Regions from separate parts of the Mus musculus genome. Here all the other regions are linked to region 2. Evidence: chromatin contacts called from public promoter capture Hi-C data. All regions are on one chromosome and are shown on one strand. The core of a region is the stretch at or near the end of the contact, and the rest is flanking DNA. Distances in the headings are between cores, read along the strand shown. Region 1 holds the start of Rit1 (Ras-like without CAAX 1). Region 2 holds the start of Rhbg (Rhesus blood group-associated B glycoprotein). Region 3 holds the start of Insrr (insulin receptor-related receptor). Region 4 holds the start of Lrrc71 (leucine rich repeat containing 71). Region 5 holds the start of Prcc (papillary renal cell carcinoma (translocation-associated)). Region 6 holds the start of Sh2d2a (SH2 domain containing 2A). Region 7 holds the start of Khdc4 (KH domain containing 4, pre-mRNA splicing factor).

The links. Promoter capture Hi-C pulls out the DNA fragments that hold promoters and counts their contacts.
Region 1: a promoter capture Hi-C map of liver shows a contact between it and region 2, with 2.9 times the contacts expected there. The contact joins the promoter of Rit1 here to the promoter of Rhbg in region 2. A contact is called at or near these places in 1 of 39 promoter capture datasets (liver) and 1 of 9 other capture datasets (liver).
Region 3: a promoter capture Hi-C map of pre-B cells shows a contact between it and region 2, with 3 times the contacts expected there. The contact joins the promoter of Insrr here to the promoter of Rhbg in region 2. A contact is called at or near these places in 7 of 39 promoter capture datasets (the 3T3-L1 cell line, liver, pre-B cells and 2 more), 2 of 115 datasets of contacts at active chromatin or transcription factors (bone marrow-derived macrophages and pancreatic cancer cells) and 1 of 9 other capture datasets (liver).
Region 4: a promoter capture Hi-C map of liver shows a contact between it and region 2, with 4 times the contacts expected there. The contact joins the promoter of Lrrc71 here to the promoter of Rhbg in region 2. A contact is called at or near these places in 2 of 39 promoter capture datasets (liver and pre-B cells).
Region 5: a contact with region 2 is called in a promoter capture Hi-C map of pre-B cells, with 4 times the contacts expected there. The contact joins the promoter of Prcc here to the promoter of Rhbg in region 2. A contact is called at or near these places in 3 of 39 promoter capture datasets (hippocampal neurons, liver and pre-B cells) and 1 of 115 datasets of contacts at active chromatin or transcription factors (pancreatic cancer cells).
Region 6: a promoter capture Hi-C map of liver shows a contact between it and region 2, with 4 times the contacts expected there. The contact joins the promoter of Sh2d2a here to the promoter of Rhbg in region 2. A contact is called at or near these places in 2 of 39 promoter capture datasets (liver and pre-B cells).
Region 7: a contact with region 2 is called in a promoter capture Hi-C map of liver, with 4 times the contacts expected there. The contact joins the promoter of Khdc4 here to the promoter of Rhbg in region 2. A contact is called at or near these places in 2 of 39 promoter capture datasets (both in liver) and 1 of 115 datasets of contacts at active chromatin or transcription factors (pancreatic cancer cells).

What each region holds. Positions count from the first base shown.
Region 1 is chr3:88,715,459-88,718,158 of GRCm38.p6, reverse strand. It overlaps Rit1 (Ras-like without CAAX 1), which reads right to left and starts at 1,305. Exons shown (of 6, transcript NM_009069.4): 1 at 1,202-1,305; 2 at 689-833; 3 at 501-557. The coding sequence starts at 794.
Region 2 is chr3:88,253,240-88,255,939 of GRCm38.p6, reverse strand. It overlaps Rhbg (Rhesus blood group-associated B glycoprotein), which reads left to right and starts at 1,256. Exons shown (of 10, transcript NM_021375.3): 1 at 1,256-1,471. The coding sequence starts at 1,294.
Region 3 is chr3:87,795,610-87,798,309 of GRCm38.p6, reverse strand. Insrr (insulin receptor-related receptor) reads right to left here and starts at 1,359. Exons shown (of 22, transcript NM_011832.2): 1 at 802-1,359. The coding sequence starts at 886.
Region 4 is chr3:87,747,239-87,749,938 of GRCm38.p6, reverse strand. Lrrc71 (leucine rich repeat containing 71) reads left to right here and starts at 1,316. Exons shown (of 15, transcript NM_028971.1): 1 at 1,316-1,634. The coding sequence starts at 1,475. It overlaps Pear1 (platelet endothelial aggregation receptor 1), which reads left to right. Exons shown (of 25, transcript NM_152799.2): 25 at 1-842.
Region 5 is chr3:87,884,244-87,886,943 of GRCm38.p6, reverse strand. It overlaps Prcc (papillary renal cell carcinoma (translocation-associated)), which reads left to right and starts at 1,382. Exons shown (of 7, transcript NM_033573.2): 1 at 1,382-2,069. The coding sequence starts at 1,602.
Region 6 is chr3:87,845,448-87,848,155 of GRCm38.p6, reverse strand. It overlaps Sh2d2a (SH2 domain containing 2A), which reads right to left and starts at 1,401. Exons shown (of 7, transcript NM_021309.3): 1 at 1,049-1,401; 2 at 365-519. The coding sequence starts at 1,082.
Region 7 is chr3:88,684,352-88,687,051 of GRCm38.p6, reverse strand. Khdc4 (KH domain containing 4, pre-mRNA splicing factor) reads right to left here and starts at 1,265. Exons shown (of 14, transcript NM_028814.4): 1 at 1,165-1,265; 2 at 486-708. The coding sequence starts at 1,202.

The DNA of each region.
Region 1 (2,700 bases), core at 56-2,555, 460 kb before region 2:
GCCAAAGATGACAAAGACACAGGAGAAGACAGTACTATATAATGAGCTGCAAGGATAAGGAAATAAAGGAAGAGCTCTAAGTGGAAGATTGGTTCTAAGAGTTCAGCAGGCTGGCTCTACTTGTTTTTCTGCTTCCTTTTGTGGAAGTTCAAACCAGCTGACTCATCCTTCAGGGTTAGTCTCATGTCAGACCCTGAACAGTGACAGCAAGAAAAGGTTTCATTGAGTGGTCGTTAAACTTTTCCTTTAATCTAACAATACATTATATGTCCTTAAATAAAAAAGACAGTTTGTCTACCAATGTAATCTGAAGACTAAAGATAGCATAAATGTGCATATGAAGTCTAAAATAAATACTCAAATGTTTATTCTGGTCTCTAAGTAAGTATGAATTACATACACAAACAAGCTTAGGATATAAATATTACTTTTTAAGCTCTAACTCTATTGAGATACTTTCCCAGGCTGTATCTGGAAATATAAACAAGGAGCTGACTTACCAATGGTGGGGTCATGGTCTTCTGGGAATCGGTGGCTGATGAACTGCATTGTCATGGCTTCAAAACAAGAGATGCAACTCAGGACACTGTGACCAGGAAGTATTTTAGCTATCAATTTTGCACAAGAGCCAGTAACCCATCTGGGTTGCTTTTCAAACGTTGTGTGGCAAACAGAAATGGTTACCTACCACTCTTCCCAACTCCACCGGCACCCAGCATCACTAGTTTGTATTCCCGGGAGAGTGCTGCAGGGCTGCTACAGCTGCTACCAATGGGGCGAGCTCCGGACTCCATTGTCCTCCGGGGCAGTCCTGGGCCCCTGGGAAAGGCCTCCTAGAGGAGAAGGCACAGAACATTCAATCCAGGATGGAAACAGTGGGCCACAGTGAGAGCCTCCTTCTTCCGTCCCCAAACACCATGGCCTACTCTGCTCATTGCAGAACGCTAAGAAGCCCTACATCCTCGCCCTTCACAATCAGTCTCAGTCCTAAAACAGATCATAGATGTCCAAACTTACTTTTTCCAGAAAACTAAAAAGAACTTAAAACTTCAGATTGAGGCAGCGTGCCAGTAGGAAGGAGCCGGATGAGTGCAGAGCGCTGCCTGACACTGTCACGTTCTTTCACGGTGGCCGTGGCTCCCCCACTTCACCACCTTTCCCGCCACCGTCACCCCCCCGCCCTGTTCACCTGAGCCTGTACCTCTGAAACCAGCTTTGAGGCCGGGTGGTAACCCGCGTTCCTTTCCCAGCTGCGCCCCACAGCCCAGGGCCCCGCCCGGGTCCTGGAAGATGGCGCCGGTGGGCGGGGCATGACCCTGAGCCCCGCCCCCACAGCTGACAGATACTCTGCTCCGCCCCGCGCCTAACTCTAACTCGCTAAGCCCTCTGGTCACATACGAATCTCAAGGCTTGCACTTACAAAAATGGATGTTATATTAATCGAACAGATACTTTTAAAGATTTATTAATTTATTATATGTAAGTACACTGTAGCTGTCTTCAGACACTCCAGAAGTGGATGTCAGATCTTGTTAAGATGGTTGTGAGCTACCATGTGGTTGCTGGAATTTGAACTCAGGACCTTTGGAAGAGCAGTGCTCTTAACACCTAAGCCATCTCTCCAGCCACGAACAGATACTTTTAAAGTGATTAACTTAGGGCTATTTGCTGCTGGTAGAGGGAAAATATCTGTCACCAGATGTACAGCACAACAAACCCACACCCCCTCAATCTTTCCAAAATACAGAATTACATTAGGGTAGGTATGGTACTTGCTACAAAGCAGCGCTTCATTTTCCAAAAACGCTGTTACATCAAAAGCTCTTGAAACCAAAACCAGATGATCGCGGTATCCAGTTATTCTAGTTAGAATTTTTTTTTTAAAGATTTATTTATTTATTATATATAAGTACACTGTAGCTGTCCTCAGATACTCCAGAAGAGGGCATCAGATTTCGTTACGGATGGTTGTGAGCCACCATGTGGTTGCTGGGATTTGAACTCGGGACCTTCGGAAGAGCAGGTGGCGCTCTTAACCACTGAGCCATCTCACCAGCCCTCTAGTTAGAATTTTAAATTTTAAAATTATTAAGACAAATACAAGTCAGATAGGATGCAAGCACATCCATATAAACCAAGCATTTGGAAGGTGTCTGTGCCAAGCAGTACAAGGGCCACCTTGGATACCAGCTAAATTCGACATTGGGTTACATGAAACCCTGTCTTAAAAGCAGAGCTCAGGAGAGATTATCAGTAGTTAAAAACACTCCTTGCGGGGGCTGGTGAGATGGCTCAGTGGGTAAGAGCACCCGACTGCTCTTCCGAAGGTCCAGAGTTCAAATCCCAGCAACCACATGGTGGCTCACAACCATCCGCAACAGGATCTGATTCCCTCTTCTGGAGTGTCTGAGGACAGCTACAGTGTACTTACATATATTAACAAAATAAATCTTTAAAAAAAAACAAAAAACACTTCTTGCTTCTGGATTCAGTCGCTAGCACCCACACAGTGGCCCACAACCATCCAGTTTCAGGGGATCCACAACCCTCTTCTGACCATTTGCAGGCATCAGGAATACAAATGGTGCACATATATACACATAAGCAAAAACATACATATGAATAAATACACCTTTTTAAAAAGCAGATAGCTTATGCCTTTAATTCCAGCACTCCAGAGGCAGGTGTGTATCTGTTTGT
Region 2 (2,700 bases), core at 7-2,506:
GAGTATTTATTGAGTGAATGAATGAAGAAGAGAAAAGGGGGAAGTCAGGCCCTGGAGGAGTTGTAGATGAAGGGAGGTATGGAGTTAAGAGGAGGTTAAAATCAGACCACAGCTCTCTCTTCCCCTTTCTCTAGTTCTGGGGGTATAGAAGGCTCTTCCTCCCAGACCTGCTGGAACCACCCAAGCAACTACTGACACCAAGCAGGGCTCAGGAGTCACACCTGGGACAGGAGATGGCCCCCGCAGGGGGTGACCCATAGATGCTGAGTCTTTATGCTTAACCTTCCTGCTGACTGAAGAGTGATGGAGAGTCTCTGGACAGGGCCCACATGGACCAGCTGGGAGCTGTGTCACCAGAGGCTGATCTCTGGTCTTTCATGTGCCTGGCTGGACCCTTGGCACAGGAAACCAGACAGCTAGAATCCAGGTGTCCTCCCAAGTCCACAAAAAAGGCAGGGGCAGAGGCTCAGGTCCCTGCTGAGACAGTGGAAGAACTGGACAATGAGCAGAGGGTTAGCAAGCTATCCTACTGTCCCTGCACCTGTGGACTGCAGGTTTCAGAACCAAGAGTACCAGTGTCCCTACCGGCTAGAGTCCTTCAGGGACCATGGCTGTTGGAGCTGTAATCTCAGCTCAACTTAAGGTGGTAGAGGCTGGGGCCCGAGAGATGGCTCAGCAGTTAAGAGCACCCACTGCTCTTCCAGAGGTCCTGAGTTCAATTCCCAGCAACCACTTGATGGCTCACAACCATCTGTAATGGGATCTGATGATCTCTTCTGGTGTGTCTAAAAAGAATGGCAGTGTACTCATAAAATAACTAAATACATCTTTAACAACAACAACAACAACAACAAAGGTGGTAGAGTGGTAGAGGCAACTGCTTCTGAGAGGGGCCATCTGGTTTATCTCTACAGCCAGGCAACGGAAGATCTCAGCATTAATCCGATTCCTTCCTATTAACCGAGGGAAACCAGGTAGGACCTTTAAAGGATACTAGCTTCTTGGATGCCAATCTCTCACACCAGGTTTAAAGGGGCGAGTACCTTTCCCCCTCTCTCCACCCTCTGGCAGCTGGGGCACAGTTGGGGAAGCTCACACATCACCGGTGCCTCAGCGGGGCCATGGGAAACAGGACCTGACCTGCGGGGCTAATCCCTGCCAACCTCGAGCTGAGGGGTGGGGCTCCCCAAGGAGCAGCACGGCCTCCGGGGGGCGGGGCCTCACCTTTGCGGTGGCAGGAGTCAGCTTGGCCGGCACTGCCCTGCCGGAGACCGGGAGAACACAGCCGCGTTCATGGCCCGCGTTCCCCGCCACCGGCGCCTGGTCCTGCCGCTGCTGTGCCTGCTCTTCCAAGGCGCCACTGCCCTCCTCTTTGCTATCTTTGTCCGGTACAACCACGAAACCGACGCTGCCCTGTGGCACTGGGGCAACCACAGTAACGTGGACAACGAGTTTTACTTTCGCTACCCAAGTGAGTGCGGGCGAGGGCGTGGGAAGCAAAGCCTCTAAGTCCCGGGTGTGTAGGGAAGGGCGTTGATGGGTACTCCTGCCACCAAGATGACTGCCGGGGCTTTAAAATAGTCCCCTTTCTCTAGTGTCCCTCTTGTTCCAGGCACTGCTGGGGATGGCACATGCTCTATCTCAGGCTGAGGAGAGGTAAGGCTCAGTCAGAGTCAGGGTCAGACAGTAAGGGGAGCTGGGGCTTCAATCCAGTTGTAAGTGGCCCCAGTGTTAGCTACTGTCTCACCTTCCGTTGGGGCTAATTTGACTTTGTCTAGGAGTCCAGCTTGACCACAGGAAAGAGAATCTTGGTGGGACTGCCAGGTAGGGTGCCAGAGGAGACGAGGGAGAACTAGGTGTGAAATTCCCACATGTTCAGGCGTCGAAGATTGGTTTCAGCACAAACACTCCAGGTTTGAGAGTGAGAGGACCCTGGACCCATTTGCCAGTTTCAAGGCCAGTGTGAGGCGGGCTAGGGCTGTGCTCGGTGCTGCACTATTATCTCATCTCACAGTTTAAGGTGGCTGCGGGGTGCCCATTATCACCCACCAAGGATCGCACAGCTAGAATAGCGCTTACACATCATAAACTTGACCACTGACCATTTGCCTCCTGACAAGGTTCTGGACAGGGAGTTAACCCCCTCATGGAGACAGAGCATTTCCTTCGAGGTTGTAACTGAGGCACTGGACATCTGGGACCAAGCACACTGCCCCTCCCTCTAATGCCCAAGTCAACCTTCTCTAGTTCCAGTTCCTCATCCAAGTGCCAGGAAGAAGCTGGGGGTGATGGTTTGTGCCTGTAATCTCAGTGCTCCAGTAGTGGAGGAGGGATGATCTGGAGTTCAAAACCAGCCTCAGCCACACTGTGAATCTGAGACCAGATTGAGCTAACAAAACTCTGTCTCAAACGAACAAACAAACAAACAAACAAACACCAAAAAGGAGTGAGGGAAAATGTCTGTTTGAAGGGCATGCAAAAAGCAACAAGGCTATTAAACCCACTTTCTGCCGCTGAGCTGTTGACAGGCTGTCCCCACCTCACCCTGCCCTTTCCCAGCAATGGGGACATAAAGGGCTAAGGGAGACTTTGAACTGTGCCAGGAAGCACCAGACCCCCCAAACAACCACAGCACCTCCGTCTCCACAGTTCATTCCTAGTTGTGGCAGGGATTGGCAGCATTCAGGCCTCAGAGAAGCT
Region 3 (2,700 bases), core at 110-2,609, 460 kb after region 2:
CTGTTGCTTCTTCTTTGTCCCACATAGCCCCTGGCAACCCATGAGGGGCTATTTGGTCTGCATTAGTCCCACTCCCACTCCCTAGGTGCCTTTGGTGAGAAGTGTGAATCTGAGGTATATCACTGAGTTACGGAGGAGAGGCAGTCCTCTCTCAGACAGCCCTCCTGCCCACAGTGGGACCCCAGGGTCCCCACCAACACAGATGAAAGCCTGGGGTGCCAGAGCTCAGGACTTGCCCTGGGTCTGCCTCTCCTGTCTCTGAGCCTACAATCCACACAGTAAGTCAAATTGCTTAATGGTGCCTGGTTTTCAGCTTCGATCCCAGCCTGCCTCTTATCAGTCAGTGGCCCTAGAAGCAACCTCCAATTCTCAGTCTCATTTTGGTTTAAACTCAGACTTTACTGGGATCGCGGTTTCACTAACAGCCGTGAGTTGAAGAACATCTGTTCGTTCCATTTCTAACTCCTTAACCTCTTAGGGGAGCTGAGAGAGAAAACTCTTCATATAACAGTTCTAGCTGGCAAAAAGTCCTTCTGAGAGCTGATCCTCGTCTTCCCGTCCCAATAAAGACTAACTAGGAATCAGTTGTGCTGCACACCTTCAACCCCAGCTCTTGAGAGGTGGAGGCAGGTGGATCTCTATGTTCAAGGCCGGCTTGGTCTACAGATAGAGTTTTAGGACAGCCAGGGTAACACAGAGAAACCCTGTCTGGAGACACCAAAACCAACCAACCAAAGACTAAGTTAAGTATAGGTGTTCTGGAGGGAGATGGGGGTTAGACGGACGTTGCTGGGGACTCACCCTCTAGTGTGTCCAGGCCAGATCCCAAGGACAGCAGGCTCATAAGCAAGTGTACTCCCCAGGGCCACAGAGCAGGCACTGCCATGACCTCAGCCCTGGTTGTCTTCCAGGTATCCTCCAGGGAGAAAGGAGGATGCAGACCCAGGTTCCAGTGTGAAGTGGCAGGGGTGGGGACGACGACGACACACAAAGGCAAAGGGATTAGAGATCTCAAATAGAGACCGCGGGAGATAGAAAAGAATTTCGGAACAGAGGAAACAAAGCCTGTGACAAGCAGCTAGAGACAGCCTCAGTGTGGTCCAGAGACAGATACTGGGACAGAGATGCAGATAGGAGTGGAGGAGCCTCAGAGAGGCATCCAGAGGGAGGATGATTCAGAACACAAAGATCCAGACAGTCCAGGCAGTCCTGAGGGGAGGCAGAGTGGAAGCCCCCGGTGAGCCCCGGGAGTGCCCCAAGGGGCGGCAGCGGGGTCCCGAGACACCCGCAGCACTCCACCCCGAGACACTCCGCGGACCTCCTGGACATGCAGACTTCCACTCTCGGTCGACCGGCCGCGGCTGGTGGGGCAGAAAGGCAGGGACCTCGCCCAGCTCCCGCCCTTTCCAGAAACGGATTGGTTTACGCCGCCGCCCGCCGACTTCTCTGTTCTCTCCGCCCCTCCCACCAAGTCAAGGGAAAATATTTAGCCTGTCAACTGAGGGAGGTGGGGGACAGATGTGTTGGGGAAATAAGGTTGGGGGCCAAGAACTGAGCTCTGGAACCCCTCTCTCTGTCTCAGTTTCCCTCTCTCCCCCATCCCCACCCCCCCAACCCGCTCGCTGCAGATCTGGAGGGAGCGGCTGGGCTCCCTGGCTTGATTTGCAGGGGAGTTCTGGAGTCCAACAGGTGTTTTGACATCTGCGGGGTAACTTCCCGCAGCCTGGACAGGTCGGACTCCACTGGTGAAACCTGAAGACCTCACCACTTCGACCTCACCACTTCGCCTCTCACAGCCCTTCCCAGCCTCCCGAGGCTACTTTGAACATACTTCCTTGGCGCGGGGTATGTCCCCGTCAAATCCCTTGGTTTTGGCTCAAATCCCTAGGAGACGAGTCGTTCTTCTCTCTGTGAGATTCCTCCTTCATTTGGTTACTTTTTTTTTTTTTGGTTTTTCGAGACAGGGTTCCTTTGTGTAGCCCTGGCTGTCCTGGAAGTAGACCAGGCTGGCCTCGAACTCAGAAATCTGCCTGCCTCTGCCTCCCATGTGCTGGGATTAAAGGCGTGTGCCACCACTGCCTGGCTCCATTTGGTTACTTTTAAGAACTCAGGATGCTTAGTGGGTCTCTATATATGTACTTATTCGGGGCCACTTGGAGGACAATTCATGATGGGATGATCTCTTAAACGCGACACTTATACGTGCAGTCAAGAAGGCCATTGCGCAAGACTTGCCATTTAGTGGCCTGGATGCTGGGCCTGAGACTTCCCAGGTTCACAAATACCGTGAGCCGATGGTTCCCAGCTCCCACGTCCGAAGAACTAAGAGATCTATTAATTTCTCCGCACAGAAATCGATGCTCTTGTCAGGACGGCGATCGATGCCAAGCTTGGTCTGCCTGGCCATGGCTCGGCTCTGGGGCCCCAGATGGATGGTTAGGATTGGGAACTGACCCTAAGACCAGAGGCACAGCTTAGAAAGGCTCAGAACTGCTCTTCTCCGCCCTCGAAGCCCCAGGCCGAGCGCAAACGCCGGGCGCGAGGGCTTCTAGCGCCACCCTGTGGTCTTTTGAGGACCGAGAGGTCTCCACTTTCCAATCTTCCTCCAATTGTGTTCTAAGGACTCTTCTCTCCCACTATTTTTCTCCCCAGGTTCTGCATCCAGCCATGCTGAGGCCCTCTCCCTTTCCTTACTAGGGT
Region 4 (2,700 bases), core at 67-2,566, 510 kb after region 2:
AATGTTGTTGTACAAGTGTGATTTTAGATCGATTTTTTTTAAAAGTATGTGTTGGGTACCTTTTCTGTGTGTATGCTCAGGCAGGCTGTGTGTGTCTCTAGTTGGCTTTAGAGGGAGTCAGGTATAGGTTCTGCCTTCTGCACTTTCCATCTTATCTAGTAGTCAGCTTCCAAGCTTAACTAGTTAGAGCTCCACCAGCAGCAGGCCCTAACTACCTGCCTGCCCTTCACCCAGTAATCCTCCATGTCTTTGCTCAGAGGATTGCTCCCCGACTCTGGTGTTTGTCCTCCTGGTACGCCTTGACGGTCCTGCAGTCTCCCTTTCCCGTCTCGCTTCATTCTTTCCCAGAATGAAGGCTGTCTGCCACCCTACTTCCCAGCCCAGGAATTGGCACATCTAAGTTCAGCCTTCCTAAGTTACCCGTTGAGTCCTGCTTGCCCTTCACATATTCCACAGAACACCCACCCCACATCTGCTTCATAGCTACTCTCTTCTCCACGTACCCACAGAAGGCAGAAGTGGTACCAGGCAAGAAGATGGGATTGTTGCATTTTGTTTTGTTTTTGAGACTCTGTCTCACTATGTAGTCCTGGCTGGCCTGGAACTCAAGAGCTCTGCTTGCCTCTGCCTCTTGAGTGCTGGGTTTAACGGCTCAGGGTCACATGCACAGCTCAAGCTGCACTCCGATGTGCTTTCCCCTGTTGCTAGATTAGCGTCTGCCTCCCCCTAGTGGAGAGGCTGATCGCCAGCTCTCTGATGCAGGACTCTGGTGTTTAGGCTCACTCACTATTGGTTTCCTTGGCACAGGGTAGTCACTCAATAAATGTTCCTCTAAAAGCTGAGTGGCTGAATCAAAGTACCAGCAATACCGTGTCCCCAGTGTCCCCCAGAGCCTAGTTTGGAGCTCTCCTCAGAGATAGAGTCTCAGCAGAGAGCAGCATCCGTGCTGCTGTGGTACTGAATGAGGAGCCAAGCAACTCAAAGGGGCCCGGGATGGCGAAATGGTAAAGATGGGACCTCCTAGATCAAACCAGCAGACAAGCCTCCAGACCTCCAGGGAGCTGAGGAGAGCTGGCAAAGAACTCAGCATAGCCCGAGCCCTTACCACTTGGGCCCTTCACAAGGCACTCTCTCTCCCCTACAACCTTCTAGCTCAGTGCGTTGTCCTCTCCCCCCACAACCTCCTCTGCGAGTACAGAGAGTACAGACCATTAGGGCCCTAGCTGCACTGCCCTAGATTCCACGCATCTATGCCCTACGCCTAGCCACGCCCACTGGCTCTGGCTCTGGCAGAGTCAGGGGCCTCCACGTGCACTCTTTGCCCGTTGCTCCGGCCACAGCCCCACCCAATCAGGCTGGGTTGCCCTGGAGAGGGCAGTCGCGGAGTCGCTTGGCTGAGTGGAGATCCTAGGGGTGAGGCCCACAGAGTCCCGTTTCATCTTGCCTCTCACTCGAGGGGTCCAAAAGCACCCCTATGTCAAGTGAGCCAAGCACTACAGGGACCTCACCCAGGACTCCGCGTCCTGGGGCCCAGAAGTCATCCGGAGCAGTAACCAAGAAGGGGGATCGGGCTGCTAAAGATAAGACAGCAAGCACCCTGCCCCCGGTGGGAGAGGACGAGCCAAAAAATCCGGGTATGCTGGCGGGGCAGGGCTGGATTAATTGGACTTGACGTTTTCTTTTTTTTTCTTTTTTAAAATTAAAACTGGTCAGCAACTTGCTCTACAGACTAGGCTGACCCCGAACTCAGAGGTCTACCTATCTCCTCCGAGATCAAATGTGGATCAGCACATCCCACCTCCTCAGGGGTTGGTCTTAAAGAGTACACATTGCCTGGGGAAGCTGACGTGCACTGTAAGATGTGACAAGATAGGTCAAAGAAGGCTGAGGCAGTGGTGAGAAGATCCCGTGGGGCTGTGGGAAGGTTTAGGAACACAGCTCTATGGATATTCATTTAGACAACAGTTACTTTTGAGTGTCTTCTCTGTGGCCATGGTCACAGTTGTGCTTTGGCACGCTTAAAGAAAACTATTAAAGTTGGATTAACAGGACCATTGCTTCTCATGTTGCAAGGGACAGAACTCAGTTTGAACCAATTAAGCACAAAAGGGAATGTATCAGAAGGCATCTTGATACAAATTCGATGCTTTTGTTATTAAAGAGGGTCAGGACCCCGTTTTCCTTGCAATGGAAATAAAACACTGGGAAAAGATGCTGCCGGTCTGCCTTTTGCCAGGTGCTGTTTTCCTGTCAGCGCTAGTGCCCAGGGATAGGCAGGGTATAAGGAACTGGAGAAAAAGCATCTTTCATAGGGAAGACAGATAGGCCAGGGTTTGCTGGGCACAGAAAGCCCACACACATACTTGTGATCCCAGCACTCGGGGTACTGAGGCAGGAGGCACTAAGTTCCTTATAGAACAATACATCAAGACAGTGTGACCCAAGGGAGTAAAAGAGAAAAAGAAACGCTGGCTGTGCATGGAGGAGATGGGAAACAGAGATAGGGGCAGCAGAAAGGTGAGTGTGACTCTGAGTAGCCCAGTCCAGGGACGGTGATCATCGGCACAGGACAGTGAAGGTTTGAGAGGGTGTGTTAGGCTCCTGGGAGATGGAGTTGGTGAAGGATGAGGGGGATGGAGAGTCACCCTGCACTGCATGACCGAGTCCCAGGTTTCTAGCCTGGGATGCTAGCTGGGTGGA
Region 5 (2,700 bases), core at 133-2,632, 370 kb after region 2:
ACAGTCTTTACAATCCTCATCCTTCGCTCAAAGCACCCTTTCCACGTTCTTTAGCCTCCTCCCTGCCAAACTCTAGCAGCTCTTTCGTTGTTGGCTGACCTCAAAGGTTTTCTGCTCTTAGGAGCAGGGAGGTACCCACAGAGAGATGGGTTCATGTATAAAGGACATGGCAAGTAGAGGGCCCTCAGTTAGAGGGTGACAGAAGTGATCCAGAATCACAGGGAGCCAGGGAAGAGCAGTTGCACAGCACGTCATCATAGACGGGCAGTATGTGAAAAAGCCTGCAGTAAAAGTGGGTGGATATGAGGGCCATACGCAAAGGCCGAGAAGACAGCACATCCAGCCAAGAAATGAATGCCAAAGACACATGCACTGTAGGGTGGGCACAGGTGATCAACCCCTAAGAACTTGGAAGTGTACCGGGCCATAGTCTGTCCTTTTACTGAGGTAAAGTGATTAATCTCCAATTCTCCAATACCTTGCCCTAGTTTCCCGTGCTTCTCACTAGTTGCTGAGGAAGGAGCCCAAGTCCCCACACTCATGGGGATAGCGTTCATGGGAGGTGTGTACTGTTACTAGATGTATACTGGTGTATTCATTGGTTAAGAGCACTGACTCTTTTTTTTTTTTTTTTTTTTTTTTTTTTTTTTTTTTTTCTGTGAGACAGAGACAGGATTTTCTGTGTCACCTTGGCTGTCCTGGACCTCACTTCATAGTCTAGGCTGGCCTCGAACTCACAGATCTCCGCCCGCGTCTGACTTCCTAGTGCTGGGATTCAAGGTGCATGACACCACCCTTGCCATGCTCTCAGATGCCTGCGGCCTCGTTTTCTTTCTGGCTTCGCAATCTTAATTTTATAACGTACCCTAGAGCTTTGTCTTTTCTTGGGGTGCTTTGTTCTAACACCCAGGTCGACTCGGAAGCATCACTGTTTTATTTACAGGTAACTTTCCCTTTAAGCTATTTACTTTCCCAGACTTCATCACTTTCCCGACAACACTTGCAGTTTCTAAGGGTACCACAGCTCCCATAATCCTTAGCTGCTCTGAGGAACTTCAAGTACCGAAATGCTCTAAATGCTTACGTGCTACCGCGCTGATCCATGGGGCTTGTAGTAACATAGGACTTGAAAGGACACACAACAACAAACAAACAAACAAACTACGAATCCCAGGAATCACTGCATCAGAGGAAGCTTTCGCTCAGTCTTTCTGCGCACCCTTTACGCCACCTTTAGACTGCAATTCCCGCCATGCTTTGCACTGAGTTCCCGGAGGTAGAGAATGGGGTTGTTGCTAAAGTCTTCTCTGGGAATTGTAGTTCTTAAGTCTGTGAGGTGAGTAGTAGGCGGAGTGACTCGGCGGCCATTAGGTGTGTGTAGTTGCTTGGTGCTAGGAGCTTAAGTGTAGCGGGAATTCTTACTCGGTGGAAATCAACCCTAGCCATGGGTTCCTGCCGGGGATAGTTCTAGAGCACGGAGCAGGAGGCGCTTTTCGGTTCCCCGCCTTGCCCGCTGGTAGGGCCTACTAGGCCGCCGGGACATCCCGGGTCTCAAGTAGGCCTAGTCTGCCAGCAAGGGCGTCCCAAAGGCGGGAGGCGCCATGTCTCTGGTTGCTTATGCCAGCAGCGACGATAGTGAGCCGGATGAGCCGGAGCCGGAGCCGGAGCCGGAGGAAGAGGATGTGGCGGCTCCTATGCCAGGGCCCACTTTAGGAGGCCTGTTCGCTTCTCTTCCTGCACCCAAAGGCCCGGCCTTGCTGCCCCCGCCCCCCCAGATGCTGGCCCCAGCCTTCCCCCCGCCGCTCCTGCTGCCCCCGCCCACCGGAGACCCCAGACTGCAGCCGCCTCCGCCGCTGCCCTTTGGCCTGGGCGGCTTCCCGCCACCTGCAGGAGTGAGCCCTGCTGAAGCTGCGGGAGTTGGAGAGGGGCTGGGGCTGCCATCGCCTCAAGGCCCTGGGCTCAGTCTGCCCCCAGCTGTGGGCGGTGTCGGACCCCCCTTGGGCCTTCCCAAGCCAAAGAAGAGAACCGAACCGGTTAGGATAGCGGCGCCGGAGCTGCAGAAGGGCGATGTGAGTATGGAGGGGGGGGGCACCTCAAGTCCCATTGGGCTGGAGTTTAGGGGTAGGAGGGACTTGTAACCATAATGGAGCTCGACAAACGCATCCGTTGACTCCGAGCCGCTGGAATCCTCTTAGAAGGCGGTTAAATTCACCTGAACTTGCCTGCTTTGGGGAGTTAGGGTATTGGCCATGAGGCATTCTGGAACCTGGGACTTCCTTGCAGAAAGGGATGCGTGGTATCCTTGGTACTGACAGGCTTAAGGCGCATGCATGGAGACAATTCTTTCCCTTTCAGCATCTTTATCTCAGTTGGCTTCTCTTCCCATATTGAGGGCAGGTTAAAAGTGGCGCCTGAAGTGACAGCTGGTGGGACTAAAGTGCTCCTGTTGAACATCCAGGACCAGCCTTATCCTTTGCCCCATCTCTAAAATAAGAAGGCTGGAAGGAGGTAAAGGACATGAGTGGAGTTAGAGAAGAGATGGAATGTTTACTTATTTTGACATGGTTCTAGTATTGTAACCCAGGCTTTTCTTGAATCACTGTGTAGCTCAGCTTGGGCTTCAACTTGTGATCCTCTTGTCTCAGAGTCCAAGTGCTGGATTAAAAAGTGTATTACACTATCCCTGGTATAAGAAATTGA
Region 6 (2,708 bases), core at 152-2,651, 410 kb after region 2:
GTCACCTCAGGCCAGGGGAGGGTGACTTCATCTCTAATAAAGGAGACTGAGCTGGTGGGTGAGAGGAAAGGGGACTGAAGAAAGATCTGGAATGCTCTGGGCAAATGGACGTGCTGGCACAGCATGCAGACAGTTGCATTTGGTGTCAGTGTACTGTGTCCTGGTCCCCTGATGACTGGGCCTGAGATTTTTCAGGGCCAGAGAAACTGAGGGCAAGTGGGTAGCTATGTACGGGAGGAAGGAACTCCCCACTTCCTGCTTCCGGTCCCCAGCTTGCATTTTGACATGGGTTCATGTGCACACCCTCATCCTCGAGAGGATGGTGGTGGATGAGGCAGCTGCACCCACCTAGGTTTCTACTCACCACCGTGTGGTTAGTTCTGGGGCTGAGCTGAACCCCCTGTTCCTTCATAACTTGCATGCTGGGCCTGCTCCCACAACTCAAGTTCTGGCATCTCCCCTGGGTCAGGTTCATTGGCTGGAAGGTGTTGAAGGTTGATGAAGTAGCTTCATGATTCCCTGTTGGCACAAGGGAGGCTGGTGGGGTTTCCCAGAGGCAGGCCATCTTTCCCTCCCTTCTTTACTTCAGGCTCTTAAACATCTCCAAAGGGGCTTTTCCCAACAGGGACAGTCATGAGGACAGGAGAAGTGCAAGTGTGTACCAGGGAGGTAGCGGGTGGGAATCCCAGGGATAGGAATAAGGAGTCAAGGTGTTTCAAAGGGACTGGTGGCAAGAGAAGGGTTGTCCGTAAAGGGAGAACCCTGGGGTCTAGGCTGAGCCTCTGAGGCCTGGAAGCCCCGTAGAGAGGTAGTCCCTTAGGCCAGGCCTTCCCTTGATCTCGACTCCTCTGTCTTTCACCCTCCCATTCCAGGCTCCTAAAAATCTCTTGGGATCCTGTCCCCTGCCCTCAGGGATGCAGAGATGTGGAGCCCCAGAGATGGAGTAGAAGCAGTGGACACTAAGGCAGCTCTGGCTTGGGTCAACTGCTTAGCTGTGAAGTGGAGGCTGAGGCTCAGGAAGGGAGCAGAGAGAAAACTTTATACGTACCTTGGGGGCATGGTTGGGCCAAGCAGAACTCCATGGAAGCAGGTGTGGGTGCTCTCAAAGGAGGTGCACACTCGGCAGCTGCTCATCTCTCCTCTCCCTCCTTCCCCCAGGGACAGGAAATGTCGCTTTACCCACCTCCTTTGTCTCGAAAAGGACCCACGTCATGGAAAGTGCAGTAACACACCAGTCCTGTCTCTGGAAGCCAGGCACTTGGGGTAGTGGTGGGCTACTCTGTTAGGTGTGAGGTGTTCTTGCTATCTGACCTTTGTCCCCTTCTCCAAAAGTGTTATAAGGCTTCTCAGAGATTCATACTCAGAAGTTTGCATTGAGAAGATACATGAGGTGAGTGGGGCAGAGCTGCAACAGGAAGGATGTGGGTCAGACCTCTGGAAGGACTTTTGTGTATATACGTATATGTGTCTGTGCTTGTTCAACGTATGTGTTATACCGCAGGTGCACTTGCCTATATGTGTAACAAGGAAACTAAAGGTTGAGGCAAGTGGCTTCCCCAACCATTCTCCACCTTATTGAGACAAGGTCTTTCACTGAGCCTTGAGCTCATAATTTCAGCTAGACTGGCAGGTCAGTTAACCCCCTGGGATTCACTCATCTCCTCTTAAACCAGCACTGGGGCCACGGACATGTGCACACTGAGGTTCCTATCTCAGCCTAAATGCTTGAATAGCAGGGACTTTGCTCACAGAGCCATTGCTCCAGCTGCTGGGGACTCGGTTAGCTATGTGGGACCCACGAGACCTGGGTTAGAGAGGAGGGGCCTGATGTTCATCTTTGAGCAGATGGTGGATTTAGATTAGGGCAACACTAAGCAACCTTAGGGGATTCTCTAACTAAACAGGTCGCTGCTAGGAATGGCAGGATTGGCTGTTGGGGTTGACTCTGAGCTATCTCACAGCTTTGTCCACTGTGTGCTTCCAAGCAAGTAGTTGCTATCTTGGGAGGCTGTGGAGCTTGTAAGAGGTAGGTACCAGAGGCAGGGTATACTGGACAGGCAGGGTCTTCTGCATCTTTTGGCATCTACCCAGGAAACCAGATCCTATGACCTACACCAAAGTATTTAACAGTATTTAGAAATGCAAAAGACAGCATATCTTTTATCCCAGGCCCAGCACTCAGAAGGCAGAGGCAGGGGGATATCTGAGTTTGAGGGAAGCGTGGTTTACAGAGTGAGTTCTAGCGCTGCTAGGGCTATATAGAAAAAAAAAGTGTCTTGGAAAACAAACAAACAAATAACAAAGACCACATCTGGAATATCACAATAGCCAACACCAGACATAGCCATGGTGATAAAGACATCCTGGTGCTGGCATGAAAGGAGAGGGTTATGCCAGTGCAAGAGAGCAGAGACCATGGAAAGAAGCTCACAGAGCTATGTCCCCTTCATTTTTGACAAAGGAGACAAAAGCATATAGGCATAAATTTTTCTCAGCCTACTTTAATAAGCGTTCAACCTCCCCTCTAGCCCACCACCCACCAGAGGTAGTGGAAAAGAAATGTTATTAGGGCATGGGGAAAGTGGACCTGTTTAGAAATAGTTCTTTGGGGGTGTTTCCAATCTTCATTGTCAGGATATCAGTAATCCAGTCCAGTGGCAAACACCAAACATGAGTCAGCAGCTGCACTCCATCCATTCAGCAATCAC
Region 7 (2,700 bases), core at 16-2,515, 430 kb before region 2:
ACAAAAACTAGTCCATAAAAGTAACAAGACCAGCCAGGTGGTGGCTGCGCATGTCCTTATCCTACGTAGATGGCAGAGACGGATATCTCCCCATTAGTTCGAGGCTAAACCACGGTTCCAGGACAGCCAAGACTACGTGGACTTGTCTCGAAAAACAAAACAAGGGAACTACATCAATTAAAACTGCCTGACTTCAGGATGCAATGATGGGGCACAGCACTTGGGGGGTCAGAGGCAAGAGGCATCTCTGCAAGCAGGCCAGCCTGGTCTAAATATACAGAGTCTCTGCCTGAAACAAAAAAACCAAAGCCCATTCATTGCCTTGCAGGAACAATTTAACAAGGTATCATCTAAATACTCCCAAACGTGATCTTCACTCTAACCGGTTTCATCTTCATTAACCCCAATGACCAAGCAACTGAAAGGTGAAGAAAGGGGAGGAAAAAGAAAATCCCGAAGCGCAGAGCGTCTAGCGCTCGCAATACCTTCTCGGCCGCATTCTGAGATGGTTTCAGCTTCCCTTTGGCCATGAGCATAGCATTGATCTTGGCAGCCACGGCAGCGGCGGCATCCAAGGCTCCTGAAGGAGCGGCGGCGGTGGTGGCGCCCCCGGGGCTCGCCCCGCTGCCAGCGACTTCTCCACCTGGGGCCGTTGGCGGCAGGAAGAGAAGCGGAGCTGGCGCTGGCTGATCCCATTTGCTGCGGCGCCTACAGGTAGGAAAAGGGAAATCCTGAGGCCCACGGCCTTCCTTTGTGTAGTCTCCCCCTTCGTACACTCCATCCCGCGTCGCCTGCCATGGTCCCGAGACGTGCCCGAGATTCCTATCTAAAGCTCAGTCCCACTCCCCTTATTCCGATCCCCTTACGAAACATTTCCTTTCCAGTCACTTCCATCCGGAGACTCGGCTCGGCCGGGAACGCTCTGCGTTCGCCTTCTCCTTGGCTCGTCCTTCTAAAAGGCTCCGAGTTCCCTCCCTTCCCTCTCGCACCGCGGCCGGCCTCTTTCCGGGCGCCCGAGGCCAGCTCAACATTCTCTCCAGAACCCCGGCCTCGGCATCCGGACGCGTCCTACTAGACGGCCCGTCCGGCCCACACGCAGCCTCGCCGGTCTCCCTGCCCCGGGCCCGTGCTCGCTGCCCCCAGCCTGGCCCGCGAAGCCCTTACCCGCCAGCGGCAGGATGTGTCGCGCTCCCTGCGGACATGGCGGCCTGCTCCAGTCAACCACCCGCCAACTACCCACCACCGCCCTCCCGCCACTTCCGCCCAACGCGCTGACGCACGGCCTTTTCCGGCCGTGAGGTAAGGCGGGTCCGGTGAGGACTCTTGATTCCGATTGGACCCTCGGTGATTTAAAGCGTCTGGCGTCTCAGTGACAGGAGTGCCTGCCTGTCGACTCTCCGGCTTGCTCTCTTGCCCTTAATAAAAATGGTTGTTGGGCCTGGTTTAAAAGCGAGTTGCGGGCTAGGAGAATCCATTTTTATTGTGGGCAAGCGAGTTGCCTGGAAGACAAGTCAGAAAATGAAGCCGACTTTCTCCGCGTTCTCTTTGCTCACGTGGAGTCCCAGCCTGTAGCGGAGGAGAACCCTGCCGGCGACTTCAGCGCACTTCTCGATTCAGCTTATGAAAAAAGGAAATGATTCTTTCCAAAGTCATTTGCACAACTTCCTTTTCTTTCTTTCTCTTTTTGTTTTGTTTTGGGTCCCCCACCCACCCACCCTTAGGGATAGGAAGCTCCAGTCAGCCCGCTGCATGGGGGGGGGGGGGCTGTTCTGGTGGCCATGAGCAAAAACATTGGTTTTGGCAAACTCGTAAGCACTTGGACAACTTGTTATAAAACAAGTAAAGTTGGAGAAAAACTGCTCAGCGAGGTGGAGCTTTTAAAAAAAACGAAGCCAGGGACTGAGAGATAGCCCTGCAGACGAAGGTGCTAGTAGACAAACAACGATGTAAGTTAGATCCCTGGAGCACACAAGGAAAGTTGCTCTCTGATCTAAGAACTGTCATAATGGAGATTAAAAATCAAAAGTTATGAAATCCCCTTCTCTGAGGGCTGTGTGTTTACACTTGACTGCCTCTTCAATATACTGAAAAGCTTTGAATTCTAAGGAGTTTTGGGTGAATCTGAAAAACAGATCCTTAACGTTTATGCAAGTATTCTTCCAACAGAAAGCAAACAAACCCAGAATGCTAGCTTATAGAAATACTTACATTCCGACATAATTCATAGAATAAAATTCACTTGGGGCTGGTGAGATGGCTCAGTGGGTAAGAGCACCCGACTGCTCTTCCGAAGGTCCAGAGTTCAAATCCCAGCAACCACATGGTGGCTCATAACCATCCGTAACAAGATCTGGCGCCCTCTTCTGGAGTGTCTGAAGACAGCTACAGTGTACTTACATATAATAATAAATAAATCTTTAAAAAAAAAAAAATTCACTTAAAAGCTAAATAATAGAGAGTTTGGGCACATAATAAATAAATATACATTTGTGGTAGGGATGAAGACACTGCTCTGTGGTGTCAACCACACTAGTGTGAGAGGTGCTCCCTTGATCTTTTAGGGCTAGACTCCAAAGAGTCTTTGGCTTTTTTGACTTGGGAAAGAATTGCAGGACGAACCAGTGTGGAGCAGAGTTAAGTCCAAAGTTCAGTTGCCAACACCACACAAAGTAAATAAGTCTTGAGGAAACAGACTTGCCT